2 separate regions of the Mus musculus genome follow, and region 1 is linked to region 2. Evidence: chromatin contacts called from public Hi-C data. All regions are on one chromosome and are shown on one strand. Each heading gives the region's core, a stretch centred on a gene start, on an enhancer-like site or on the middle of the called end of the contact. The rest is flanking DNA. Distances are from core to core; before and after follow the strand shown.

Evidence for each region. Hi-C and Micro-C count contacts between places; a contact is called where the count stands out from the background.
Region 1: a Hi-C map of B cells shows a contact between it and region 2, with 5 read pairs. The contact joins the promoter of Ccdc66 here to the promoter of Rps24 in region 2. A contact is called at or near these places in 1 of 39 promoter capture datasets (pre-B cells) and 1 of 484 Hi-C or Micro-C datasets (B cells).

The regions. Positions count from the first base shown.
Region 1 is chr14:27,504,683-27,511,122 of GRCm38.p6, forward strand. Ccdc66 (coiled-coil domain containing 66) reads right to left here and starts at 3,778. Exons shown (of 18, transcript NM_177111.3): 1 at 3,740-3,778; 2 at 1,969-2,033; 3 at 956-981. The coding sequence starts at 3,750.
Region 2 is chr14:24,487,358-24,494,773 of GRCm38.p6, forward strand. Rps24 (ribosomal protein S24) reads left to right here and starts at 3,321. Exons shown (of 6, transcript NM_011297.3): 1 at 3,321-3,401; 2 at 4,393-4,458; 3 at 4,550-4,759; 4 at 6,026-6,136. The coding sequence starts at 3,399.

The DNA of each region.
Region 1 (6,440 bases), core at 2,528-5,027, 3.0 Mb after region 2:
CTCATCTCTAAGCTCCTAATTACAGAGCCACCTCACTCACGAGCCCTCTCTTGGTCTCCAACACTGACTGGACTTGCTCTCCAGTGTCCTCTTTTCTGGCACCTCTAACGCCCATCTAACTCCTCAGGACAGACAGACAGTAAGACAGACAGACCTAAGCCTCGCTTCTCTAGAAGACACGGGTGGCTCTTTCTAACTGTCCCCTCTCCTGAAGGTGACAAATAAAGCCATTGAGGCTCTAGGCCATGGCGGAGCTTTCTCAACTGCTGGGAAAACCTACCAGCTGGAGTCTTGCCACATTCCAGTTGTACCAGAAATAATATGCAGAAAAGTCTTCTAAAAAACCAAAAATTCTGTCATCGTGCCATGTTAAGGTACATTTAGTCCAATTGTACACACTACCAAAGAGGAATAATGAAAGCAGGCTGAGAGACAGAGAGAGAGAGACAGAGAGAGACACAGAGAGAGAGAATGTGTGTGTATGTGTGTGTGTGTCAGACTTCCCTATAAAGATTCAGTTATGTTCAGGTTACTGAGCAAGAAAAGCAACCAAGGTCCAAATTACTCCCAAGAGCTTACTGAACAAGATTATGTCATAAAACACCTTTTTAATAGTATGTTGCCTTTTCTTAACCAAGCTCATCAATACTTCTTACACTATAAAGACAAAGTTCAGGTTAGGGAGCCAGCCCAGTAGTTAAAAGTGCTTGCCATGAAACTGTGAGGACCAATGTATGGATGCTCGGAGCACACATAAATGCTGGGTACATATAAAGGTTCGTCTGCAATTCTAGCAAGTAAAAAGCAGACACAGGCAATCCTCCAGCGAAAGCAGCCTAGCTTGCCTATCTATCTGCACGGAGTCCAACGGAGAGGCTGTGACTCAATAAGTAAAACCAATGGAAAGATGCATTTTTCACGTGAAAACAGGTAGGGTCAAAATCACTTGGCTTACCTTCACAGAAACTTTTGATTTATGCTCTACAAAAGAAAATAAAATTACTAAACTATAAAACCCAAAACATATTAAGGCAGTGATAAAAGAAAATGCTAAGAACGAATTAAGATGTTAGGATAAAATTACTATCCCAAAAGCATTAACCGCAAGTCCCACCTGAGTATTCCCACTTTTTCAATGTGGTGGTTCAAATATTCACTCCCATTTCACTTTTATTTCAATAGTCTTTCCAAGGAAAGACAATAAACAAATGGTGGTGGTGATCAGGCAAGTAATTGACGGAGAAGACTAAAAAACTGTACTGAATCTAAAAACTAATGATTTTAAAAAAGACTTTAGCAACTGTAGTTGTACTATATAAATTTAACTTTCTCACACAACATAATTATCTGAACTCAGGGCTGACGAGATGGCTCAGTGGGTAAGAGCACTGACTGATCTTAAGAAGGTCCTGAGTTCAAATCCCAGCAACCACATGGTGGCTCACAACCACCCGTAATGATATCTGCCGCCCTCTTCTGGTGCGTCTGAAGACAGCTACAGTGTACTTATGTATAATAATAAAACTTTGGGCTGGAGCAAGCAGGGACTGAGCGAGTGGAACTGACCAACCAGAGTGAGCGGGGCTGACTGGAGCGAGCAGAGGTCCTAAAATTCAATTCCCAATAACCACATGAAGGCTCATAACCATCTGTACAGCTACAGTATACTCACATGCATAAAATAAATAAATAAATCTTTAAGAATTATCTGAACTCTACCTGTATTACTTATTAGGCAACAAGGTATGGTAACACCAAAAACATTACACATGAAATATATTTTATGAACCAACATAGACAATAGTGATCACTGTCACAATCTGACTTTACTTGGATAAATATCAATTTGTAGACATTAAAAAGAGGCTTTTTCCAAGTGTCATTTAACTATACAAGCAAAACAAACATCTATTAAACTACCACATAGTCTACATACAAACATTTTCGACGTCCAAAAACACAGCATACCATATGGGGACAGTATTAACTTGGTTTTTCCATCCAGTAATTCAGTTTCAAGCTTTAAACCATCTCTGCAATATAAAAGAAAATTGTTTTGACAAGTTTAATTTAACAACTTTCACTAAATAGCAGCCAGGGATATTTATATGAACCTTGAAAGTAAACCTATACCTTTGAATGTATACAGGAATCACATGACCATCAAAGCAGGGGTTTTGGTTGGTTGTTTCTTTTAATTCACATAGCCCAAGCTGCCCTCAAACTCACTATGTATGTAGACCAGGCTGGTTGACCAGGCTGGCTTTGAATTCCTGATTCACCTGCCTGAACCTCCCTCAAAGTAGTCTTTAAATTTTAAAATATTGTTTTCAAGGCTGGAGAGACAGCTCAGCAGTGAGGAGCACTGTCTATTCTTGGCAAGCAGAACCAACATTGCAGTTAACAAGTGTCTGTAAAGGCCCCTCGGGTCACCAAGGGCACCAGCACAAGTGGCCCACAGACTTACATGCAGGCACGATACCCATTCACATAAAATTAAAATAAGTATTTAAAAAGTATGTGTATATATGTGTTCATACATACACATTTTTTTTAACCTAAGAGGGAAAAAAATACAAAAGACTTTCTTACAACTTTTCAGTGAGGCCAGCATGTGTCATGTTTAACCTGAAACCTGGTTTTTGTTACTGGTAAGAAATAAAGCAACCCAGTTATTGCAGCATCCTTTAACCTGCAGCTCTATACCAAAAGTCCCATGCTGCTACCAGAACTCCTTAGCCAGGTACAAGACATAGATAAGCTATTTATGCGTTTTTTGTTTTGTTTTGTTTTTAACAATTTCATGACTGACAGATTCCAAGGAGGAATAGACGCGACTGAAAGATGGCTAAAATGGTCACCAATGTGACGGCTGCTTAAATACAGAATTCCACACAACTTGGACTATTTCATATACTACACGATTGCTTTAGTGACTCTATTACTATCTTAATAAATAAACAATAAACTTTGGCTAATATGACACTTTACATGTCAAAAGCGCCACCATAAAGAAACGGTAAACACTACCAGCAAAACTTACGTTGTCTATTAAAGTCAACAAAATTCTGATGGGATTCTACACACAGTATTACACAGTCTTACGGGGGTGGGGTGGGAACGGGGTGGGCGTTATGTGTCTATGAACAGTAATGACGACAACGTCAAAGAGAAAATACCAAACCAAGAAATTAAGGGCGAGCAGGTTGACTAGCAACTTTAAACTCAGAGTTGCTTTGGTAGCGAGAATCAAAGTGCCTGCGTTTGTAAAAGGAAACAATCTGGGAGATATAGGTTGTCAGAGGCCACCCCGTTGCAGGACTACAAACAGCTCATGGGTACGTTAGAAGGCAACCTCTTGAATGAATCTGAAGTTGCTAAGTCTCTATACTACCGCCCCGCAAGCTTACGGGGCAGGCTGCCTCATTGATTTCTAAACTCCCAGAAGAGAACCTAACATTCAGCTTCTGGATGCGCGGTTACGTCTAGGTCTGGTGGCTGGTTTTCCTAAAACGATGAACTTCTGAAGATGAAGACCGCACCCCAGACTCGGTCCAGCCCCAGCTGAGGATGCTCCAGCTCAGTACGGGGCAGCCGTAGCTCCCCGAGCATCTCGCCCTCTGGGGCGCCATCTCCCCTCCGGGGCGCTCCAACACCACGGTCCGCGCTGGACCCGGAACCCCGCCCGCCGCCACGCGCCGGCTGAAAGTTACAGCCCAGCGAGTCCCCGCCGGCTTACCCCAGGTTCATGGCCCCGCCGCCCACCCGCAGCTCGCTCAGGTCACTTGTGTACCCAGCTTGCTGCCGCTGCTCAACAAACGCTATGCTGATTGGTTGCCGGGGGCCAGCCGAGCCAATCACAGTGGGACATGCTGGCGGGTCCGTTCGTTGATGCCGGCCTCCCCGGACTCTAGATCCCTCTCCGGGGGCGTCTGCGGTTTCTTCGTGATCACCGCCAACCTTGGGGAGCCGCCTTGGCTCTAATGGAGGTTTCCAAATAGGCAGAAACAACAGATGTAACCATTCTCTTTTATATTTGGAGGAGAGGTTTATTTAGTTGAAGGACTTGTGACGCCTAGGACACAGAGTATATGTCTCTGTCTCTTCGTGCTTCCCACACCTTACAGGCTGAAGTTCTTTAAATACTGCAGCAACAGTCACAGTGTGGACCAAACTCGTATATCCGTCGTTAGCAGTGCTATCTCTGAGGCACGAAGAGGCAAAAGGACTTGCCTGGGTCACTGACCACTTAACAATTATACTACAGATCTTATATCTAATGTGAATATGTGTATAACCCCAGCTGACGCTTTTAGACTCAGCCCAAAATTCCACTTGTTGCTCTTCCAGAGAATCCCAGTACTCACGTCAGGGGGCTAAGCCTCCTGCAGCTATATCAATCCTGGTGTCAGACTGGAGTCGGGGAGGGCGCACCCTCGGCAGCCTGTTTCAGAGTGAGTTCCAAGACACCACCATCCCTACCCCCATCCCCACCCCCACTAATCCCCACATAAAAATAAACAAATGTCACTTCCATAAAGAAGCTGCTGAGGGTAAAGTGTAAGAAGGCAATGTCAGCCGGGCGTGGTGGCGCACACCTCTAATCCCAGCACTCAGGAAGCAGAGGCAGGCAGATTTCTGAGTTCGAGGCCAGCCTGGTCTAAAAGTGAGTTCCAGGACAGCCAGAGCTATACAGAGAAACCCTGTCTCAAAAGAACCAAATAAATAAATTATTATTATTATTAGTAATAATAATAATAATAAAAGAAGGCAATGTCTACCTCCCTCCTCCTAGGATCCCAATAGTAGAGACATTATTAGGGTCACTTCCGGAGCATGCAGGAGGGTTTTCAGGAGTTTGGGCAATCCGAAAGTAAATGTAAAGTCTGCACTTAGCAAGGCTGGCGACAAGCTCAAGCTCACGGCTGGATGTGATAGCTGGGCATCTGCTCCCCTTGAGTTCCCAGAGCCCACGTGTCATTACAGCAGTATTGGATTTGGTTGGCTGAGAGGGATGCTCAGGAGGGAGTCCCACGAACCTCCCTATCCAGTCCTGCTATCAGGGAGTGCTATCTTATGCAGACAGGCCCATTTAAGCATCCTGAAGATGGTGGTAGCTGGGCTTGGAGGATAGTCTAGTCCTATGCAACAGAAATCCTCAAAGACTGGGCAATTCCCCATCATGCCACACACACCGTTGGAATCCTGTACCAAAGTGAGTGTCAGAGAAACAGTTGATGTCTGGTACACTTCTGTAACCACAGCTGCTGCCACTTAGGAGACAGAGGCTGGGGGTCCTCCATAGTGTGAGGCCAGCCTAGGCTATACAGGTGTGGTGGCTATTCCTAGTTGTCAACTTCTGGAATGAACTACAGTTCAGAAATGGAGGGCACACCTGTGATCCAGATCATGAGGCTAGAAGACACGGGTTTCTGACTCAGATCTTGACTTGGGATGACACATACTTTTGATCCAGATCTTGAGGCATAGCGGCCATGAAAAGCTTAGGCCCAGTTAAGGTAGTATATGCCTTTAATCCCAGAAGAATGAGGCAAGCATATCATTGAGTTCAAGGTCAGCCTGGGACAGAGCAAGTTCCAGATCCAGTTGTGGTGGCACACACCTTTAATTTGGGCCACACTTTCTGCTGGAGGCCTACATAAGGGCATTGGAAGAAGGAAGGCTTAGTTCTTTGCCTGCTTGCACATCTGTTGGAAACTACTTCTTCAGGATCCCAGCTTATACAGACCAGCTGAAACAACTAGCCTCGTGGGACTGAGCAACTACTAGATTCTTGGACTTCCTATTTACAGCTGCCTATTGTTGGGTTAGTTGGACTGCAGACTATAACTCATTACAATAAATTCTCTTCATATATAGAGACATTCCAAAAGTTCTACAGACGCTAGAGAACCCTGACTAATATTATTCTTTAGAAAGCCAAACAGGTTTGGAAAGCAGGCTTGGAAACACATACCTGCACTTAGGAGTCTAAGACAGAAGACCAAAGAGTTCAAGGCTAGCTTCTCCTACATGTGACCCTGTTTCAAAATGGTTTAGAAAAGATAAAAACAACAAAGGGGGGGGGGGAGGAAGAATACACTTGTACATTTGACCATGCTGTTAATGTTTAGCTGTCTGTGGTGGTGCGTGTCTTTAACCCCAGCAGGGTTAAGGCAGGGGGATTCTGTGAGTTCAAGGCTACCATGATCTAAATAGTGAATTCCAGGTCAGCAAGAGCTACATAAAAAGCCTATGTGTTATATATAAAATAAATAAATAAATAAAAGGGCTAGAGTCGGCAGGTTAATAGACATTTTCTGGGAGGTAGAGTAGTGTGAATTTGAAAGTCTTACCTTTTTCTTTGAGTTAGTGTGGCATGTATACATGCAAGGTGTGAGTTCTCATGTGTGCTCGAGTGGGTGCACACACACATGTGC
Region 2 (7,416 bases), core at 2,071-4,570:
CAAAAACAAAAACAAAAACAAAAAAACAGCAGAAGAGACGGATGGACCGCTTTTTTTGTTTGTTTTTTTTTTTTGTTTTTTGTTTTTTGTTTTTTGTTTTTTTGTTTTTTTGTTTTTTTGTTTTTCAAGGCAGGGTTTCTCTGTGCAGCCCTGGCTGTCCTGGAACTCGCTCTGTAGACCAGGCTGGCCTCAAACTCAGAAATCTGCCTGCCTCTGCCTCCCGAGTGCTGGGATTAAAGGCATGCGCCACCACGCCCCGCAGTTTTGTTTTTTTTTTTTTAAATCTCAAGGTCAAAAAGTTACATCAAATAGAAAAAAAAATCAAACAAGGACCGGCGCGCGCGTGTGTGTGTGTGTGTGTGTGTGTGTGTGTGTTGTTGTTGTTGTTGTTGTTTCCTGAGAAAGGCTCTCCATATATAGTCCCGACGGGTACTGAATTTGCCATCCTGTCTCCATACTCTCAGTGCTCAGTTACATCCCACCTGGTATAAATAAGTAAATTTACATATCTATTTACATACTTGTGTACAAACATATATACAAACACATATAAACACGCTTATTCTTACACAGCATATGTAATATATATGTATGGTTCGTTTTGAATTGTGTGTTTTGTAAATAGATGCAACAAAAACCCACCCAACCCTTCAGCTCTCCAAGGAGAGAAAGAACGGTCTATTAAAAACTGCCAGAAGCCGGGCGTGGTGGCGCACGCCTTTAATTCCAGCACTCGGGAGGCAGAGGCAGGTGGATTTCTGAGTTCGAGGCCAGCCTGGTCTACAGAGTGAGTTCCAGGACAGCCAGGGCTACACAGAGAAACCCTGTCTCAAAAACAAAACAAAACAAAACAAAACAAAACCAACTGCCAGGCCACCACTAAGAACAGTAGAAGACAGCTCCCAGCAGCAAAGCCTTGCTAGGTTTTAGGGACTTATATGGCTGGAGTGGGGCCAGCTCAGAAAATCCCGGTGGTTAGCATGAGAACTCTGTTGGGCAGGGAGGAGACTGACAGATACAGCCAGGAGCCTTCAGCCAGCTGTTAAGGGCTTCTGAGAAATGCTTTAAGTCTGTTTCCTAGCAAGGTCTGGTGGGGTCCAGACCATCACTTTAAAATAGTGCCGTCAGCACTGCCGTTTGGGGGCCTGCTTTGGGGACTTAACATACTTGTGTGTGTTTGTGTGTGTGCAGGCAGAAGTGCAGGTTGGTCTCCTCTGCACACTAAGCCCTGTACTCGGGTATTTCCCTTGGAATAATGCTGTTAATTCATGTTTGCTCCACTTTATGCAAAGCATTAACTTCTGGTTCAGGCAATATTAAAAGCTTATTTTGTGTCAGATCAGAGATTCACACACATACAAAAAAAAACCCAAAATATATTTTGAGATAGGTTCTCTCTATGTAACCCTAGTTGGTATGTTGGTGCTTGCTTTGTAGCCCAGGATAGCCTCAAGTTCTTGGCTAATCCTCTTATTTAACTTCACAGATTGGTGTGGTCATTCATAGGTGTATGCCACCACAGCTGGTTCAAATAGATAGTTTCTTTCTTTTTTTTTTTTTTCTCCATCCAGAGCTGGGCATTGAACTCAGAGCCATTGCATACTGAACAATGTAGATTGTACCCAGAGCCTTTGCATATTAGACAGTGTTCCGCCACTGAGTGGACCTACATCCTCAGTTCTTTTAAAATTTTAACTGGAGCCAGGATCCAGCCATGTCATCCAGGCTGGCTGGATAAAAACCAGTCTTTTAAAAACTCACAAGTTTTTAAAAGACTCTCAGAAAGTCTCAAAGCCAAAAGAGCCACAATCCTCCCTTCCAATCCAATAAACTGCTAGGTGTGGTGCCCCACTTGGGAGGTGAAGGCAGAAAGATCAGGAATTCAGGATCATTCTTGGCAATGCAATGGATTTTTCAAGACCTTGCATGGGCTTCGAAGGTCTGGTTTTAAAGAACCTAAAGCCTCACACACGAAAAACCTTATGAAAAAGTCACTAGCAACTCGTGGTGTCACGTCAATGCAATAGGGGTGAGTAGTTAAGGTTTCTGCTATTTCCCTGGTGTAAAGCAGGGATGCTGACTGAAAGGCCTTTTTTTTCTCATTAATTAATTTATTTACTTTACGCCCTGATCAAAGCCCCCACCCCACCCCGACCCCAATGGCTTTCTTAAATGCCTTCAAGATGAACTTTTTTGGAGACAAGTTTTACTTTATTTTATTCTTTTTTTTTTTTTGGTTTCTCGAGACAGGGTTTCTCTGTGTAGTCCTGGCTGTCCTGGAACTCACTTTGTAGGCCAGGCTGGCCTCAAACTCAGAAATCCACCTGCCTCTGCCTCCCGAGTGCTGGGATTAAAGGCATGTGCCACCACGCCCGCCCGGCACTTTATTTTATTCTTGAGTCAGCGTCTCACTGTGCAACCCTGATTGACCCAAAACTCTTTGTAGGCCTCAAACTCAGAGATCTGCCTTCCTCTACCTCTTAGGCCCTGCTTAGTGGAAACAATTTAAACCAACTACCTGCCTCTAAGATTTAAACTAGTGGTTCTTAGCCTTGCTAACGCTGCGGCCTCTTACTACAGTTCCTCATATTGTGTTAACTCTTGACTATAAAATTATTCCTGCCGGGCAGTGGTGGCGCACGCCTTTAATCCCAGCACTTGGGAGGCAAAGGCAGGCGGATTTCTGAGTTCAAGGCCAGCCTGGTCTACAGAGTGAGTTCCAGGACAGCACAGAGAAACCCTGTCTCAAAAAACCCAAAAATAAATAAATAAATACTTAAAAAATAAAATTATTCTCGTTGCTACTTAATTGTAATTACTTAATTGTAATTAATTTGCTGTGATTTTGACTTGTAATGTAAATATCTGTTTCCTGATGGTTTTGGGCAACCCTTGCAAAAGGGTCGTGACCCTTTGGCTGAGAACCGCCGATTTAAACAAATGACATTGAAAGCGAACTTTACTGGGTGAAGTAGCGCACATTTCTCAAATCCAACGTGCCTGGGAGGCAGAAGCAGGCCGTTCTCTTGAATTCGAGGTCAGCGTGATCTACAGCGATAGTTTCAGGGCAGCCAGGGCTATATAGTGAACTCCTGTTTCAGAAAACAACAAAATACAAATGCAGGACGGAAAAGAAGGGAATGGGAAATATACACGCGATTGTGTAACCATACATCAATTTGAGTGGATCCAATTCAGGCCAGCCAGAGCCCAGGTCTGGGGCGTGGCTAAGGGCTAGCGAGGCGTGGCTTCAAGTACTTTCGGTCAGGCATTGCTGTAGTCTACCCCAAGGCCTTAGCCACGCCCCCGCGCTGGGGTCCTTCCTTGCGCGTTGATATGATTGGTCGGCAGTGAGCGGTCCTCTTTTCCTCCTCTCCAGCTCCGGCGCCGTAGCCATCATGGTGAGTCTCCTCGGGCTCTCAGCACTATCCGTCGCTTATCCGCGCCATCCCTGCCTGTTCGGGGACCCCACTAGAGCTGCAGCCATCCGGGGCCCACTTACTCTGCTCCGGCCTGCCTCACGGAGGCCGGTCGCCCGGGGTCGCCGAGTCGCGGCTGTCCGGCACCGCCGTCCGGAACACGCCGGGCTTTGGGCTCCCGGGCCTCGGCTATGGAAACCCCTGTGGAGCTTCAGGGGCACGAGTGAGGCGGGCGCTGGCGGGCCAAGGTGACGAAGGCGCCTCCGGCTCTTGGGCCAGCGGACTGAGCGGTGGAGCAGAACTTGGGTGCCTCGGGGACCGCCAAAAAGTGGCCTTGTCCACTTCTCTGAGGCGGAGGACTGAGCCTTCCGCCACGCGCGGGCTGTTCTTTGACTCGTGCATGGTGCTATCGAGGTGACTTAATCCCGATTCCTCGAGTCGAGCTCGGAAGGCAAGCAGCCATGTGCAAGCTGCCGATTTGAGTTGATCTCTGCTAATTTTCGTGTCTGTTTAAGCTCGCTGAATGCCAGCTACTGCGGTACTTACTCTAATTAGGGAAGAAGTTGGCGAAGTCCTGTGTCTGGGTAGCCACTGAGAGATGCTGGGAACCACTGAGACTTCTCTCTCCAAGCACTAGAGGCATTGGTTGCAGCATGTAGAGAGTCCTGGTGGTGTCCAGTGTCAGGTGATCAGGGATTCTCAAATCAATATGTGAGATCACAAAATCAGTAGTACTTCAAATGATAGCCATAATCTAAAGTGAAGTTTGGATGACGTGAGAGAAAATGAGTTGTTTTATGGTAGTTTATGAGGCGCTGTCGCCTGCTTTGGGGCTTTTTTGCCTTTTCTTTCCTTTATAGCTTGTCCCCAATTCCTGCCTCTTTCTAGACTGCATTGCTAGTAATTGCTGAAAGGCCAGAGCAAAGGCAAGACGAGATTTTTAACATCTTACTGACTTGTGTGTTACCTGCAGAATGACACAGTAACCATCCGGACCAGGAAGTTCATGACCAACCGTCTGCTTCAGAGGAAACAGATGGTAAGGATCAGAGTCAAAATGTGGTCTTTGTGTCTGCTTTTGAAGATGTAGTTAACTTGTAAGGAGTACTGACTCTTACACCTCTTTATAGGTCATTGATGTCCTTCATCCTGGGAAGGCAACAGTACCAAAGACAGAAATTCGGGAAAAGCTGGCCAAAATGTACAAAACCACACCAGATGTCATCTTTGTATTTGGATTCAGAACCCACTTCGGTGGTGGCAAGACCACTGGCTTTGGCATGATCTATGATTCTTTAGATTATGCAAAGAAGAATGAGCCTAAACACAGACTGGCAAGAGTAGGTATCTTATTCTTTAATGGATACATGCCTGTAATCCCAGCCTGGACTGAGTTAGGATGGCAAGTTAGATTTTGTTTTCCAGTGTATATTGGGATACAATAAGCAGTTTGGGCCAAACTTGTGGTGTTCTACCTACCCACTAGCCCATCTCCATGCAGTTTCTCTGGCCTTCTGAACTGGAACTTAGCAGTCTTTACTGGGCTTTCTATTTCTAAGTAGTGGAATTGCAGGTGTGCACTGCCATACCTCACTGTTTTGTATGAGCCGTGCTGCCGTCCATGCCTAGGAAAAGTTGGTATCATTTAATGGGAAAGTTACCATATACAATATACAATGCACACATGGTACCTTTAAAAATGTACAAACTTCATGTAGTCCAAAATGGGTAACAAGCTTGGTTGATGGTCAGGATGCACCTGGCTGGCTTATTTCATTCTTTTAGGTGACTTCTCACTGTCGCCCAGGCTGACCTCCTCTGTCTCCAGCGTGGTGAGATTACAGGCATGGGTTGCCCACCCTGAGTTATTTTCTTGTTTGTTTCATTGGGTTGTTTATTTGAGGCATGGCCTTTAGCACAGGCTAGCCACAAACTGGGAGTTACTTTACCCAGTTTCATGAGTTCTTTAGTCCATTTACTCCTTGGTATGATGAATTCTCTACTATAACAGTTGGACATGAGGACTTCCTGAAGTTTTTTTTTTTTTTTTTTTGAGATAGGGTGTTGCCCTAGCTGGCTTCAAATCACAGGGATTATCCTGCCTGTCTCCCAGCTCTGGGATTAGAGGCATGTGCCACCACACCTGGCTAGGTATCTTAAAAAAAAGTGGTGCTTTGGGAATCTTGCTGAGAGCCTTGTGAAGATTCTGTCTAGAATGCCAAGAACAGATGAGTGGGTTAGGATCCGAGGTGGGGGTGGGGTGGTAGGGTTCTTAGTAAAAGTGTTCCTTCCTTCACTGGAGAAATAGAAATTGAAAGACAAGATGCTGAGCAGTGTTGTGGCAGGGTTTTTGGGTTTTTTGTTTGTTTGTTTGTTTTTTGTTTGTTTGTTTGTTTTTTGGTTTTTTTTGTGTAGCCCTGGCTGTCCTGGAACTCACTCTGTAGACCAGGCTGGCCTCGAAGTCAGAAATCCGTCTGCCTCTGCCTCCCAAGTGCTGGGATTAAAGGCGTACGCCACCACGCCTGGCTGTTGTGGCAGCTTTAAAAGGTTGAGCTGGTATCAGAGTGGTGAGGAAGGATTCCATTAAATGCACTCTTCTCTCATAGCATGGCCTTTATGAGAAGAAAAAGACCTCCCGAAAACAGCGAAAGGAACGCAAGAACAGAATGAAGAAGGTCAGGGGCACGGCGAAGGCCAATGTTGGTGCTGGCAAAAAGGTATGGTTCATGGCTGCTGCAGAAATGTCATTAGTTGTTAAGCTTAATATTTTCTGTGAGAAGGGGCTTTCTTTTCTAAATAATCTGTTTTGGTGTTTTTCTTTCCCCTCTTCTGGATTGCAGAAGGTAACGTTTTGAGAAGCTCTGTAGTGTGGTAGTATCATAGAGTAGATTGGCCCACCTCTTCTGCTCGTAGACTAGCACACTCCAACATAAGGCCACATTGATCCAGCGATCCTAGTGGCTGCTTTTAAGGCCTGATTGTTGTAGAAATTTTCTTGTTAGTTGACACAGTCCCCTCGAGGGAGAGCAGGTCATGCTCCCTGGGACTGCCTTTTTTTTTTTTTTTACATGGGCTGGTTTTTGAAGCAGTTGGATCAATGTGGCTTGTGCTTTCCTCTCCAGTTAGCTAAGATCACAGTGATTTTGAGTAGTAGCTGCATACCAGCTTTGCTAGCTAATCTTGTAGAATGGAATTTAAGGTGTTGGGTTGCTGAATAATCAAGTGTTCTGTGAATTTTTTCCCCTCTCCTACTGTCTGGATTTCTTGTTCAACAGAAATGAAATACCTAGCAGGTACTGCCATTGGGCACGGTGTGGGGTGTGCCACCTTCACTGAGCTGGCTCTGATGCTTTGCATGTTGGCTTTTAGATGATGGTTTTTATAGTACGGCTTGTTAAAGTGCCAGTGCCTGTTTTAAGTAGTGTCTTAACTATCAGAAGGAAAAGCTTACTCATATTTATGTTGGAGACCCCCAAAACACATGTTAGATGGAGGGAGGTGTCTTCTAAAGGAAGGTAGGTGCCCTGGTCTCCTTTAATTTGTAGTTAGAGTCTGGTATTCAGGAAATGGTCAAGACCAGTAGATTCCCTTGGGAATAATGGCATCTGATCCAAGCTGGTTGGCCCTAGCATTTCTGTTAACTAGTCTCCTGTTCGTAATAGAAAACTTTGAAGTAACCTTCTGACACTTGGTACTGTTTTCACCACATGCAGTTTAGTCGGGATGGCTCCCGTTTCACACTTAACACTGTGCAGTAGATTAAGTGCACTAGGATTAAGTTTGTATGGTTTTAGAAATCTGCCCACTCCCCTCTGCCTACCTTTCAAGCTGCCTGCCTGAGACCACACTCAAATGACTTACTGCTTTCCTATCAGCACTGGCTAATGAGCACTGCCCATAGACAACGCTGCTTAGGTGTTGCAGATCATACCTGTTGATCAGAAGTGTTGATGTAGGTTTGTCCTTTGAGCCAGAACTGAAGGCCATGAAACAAATT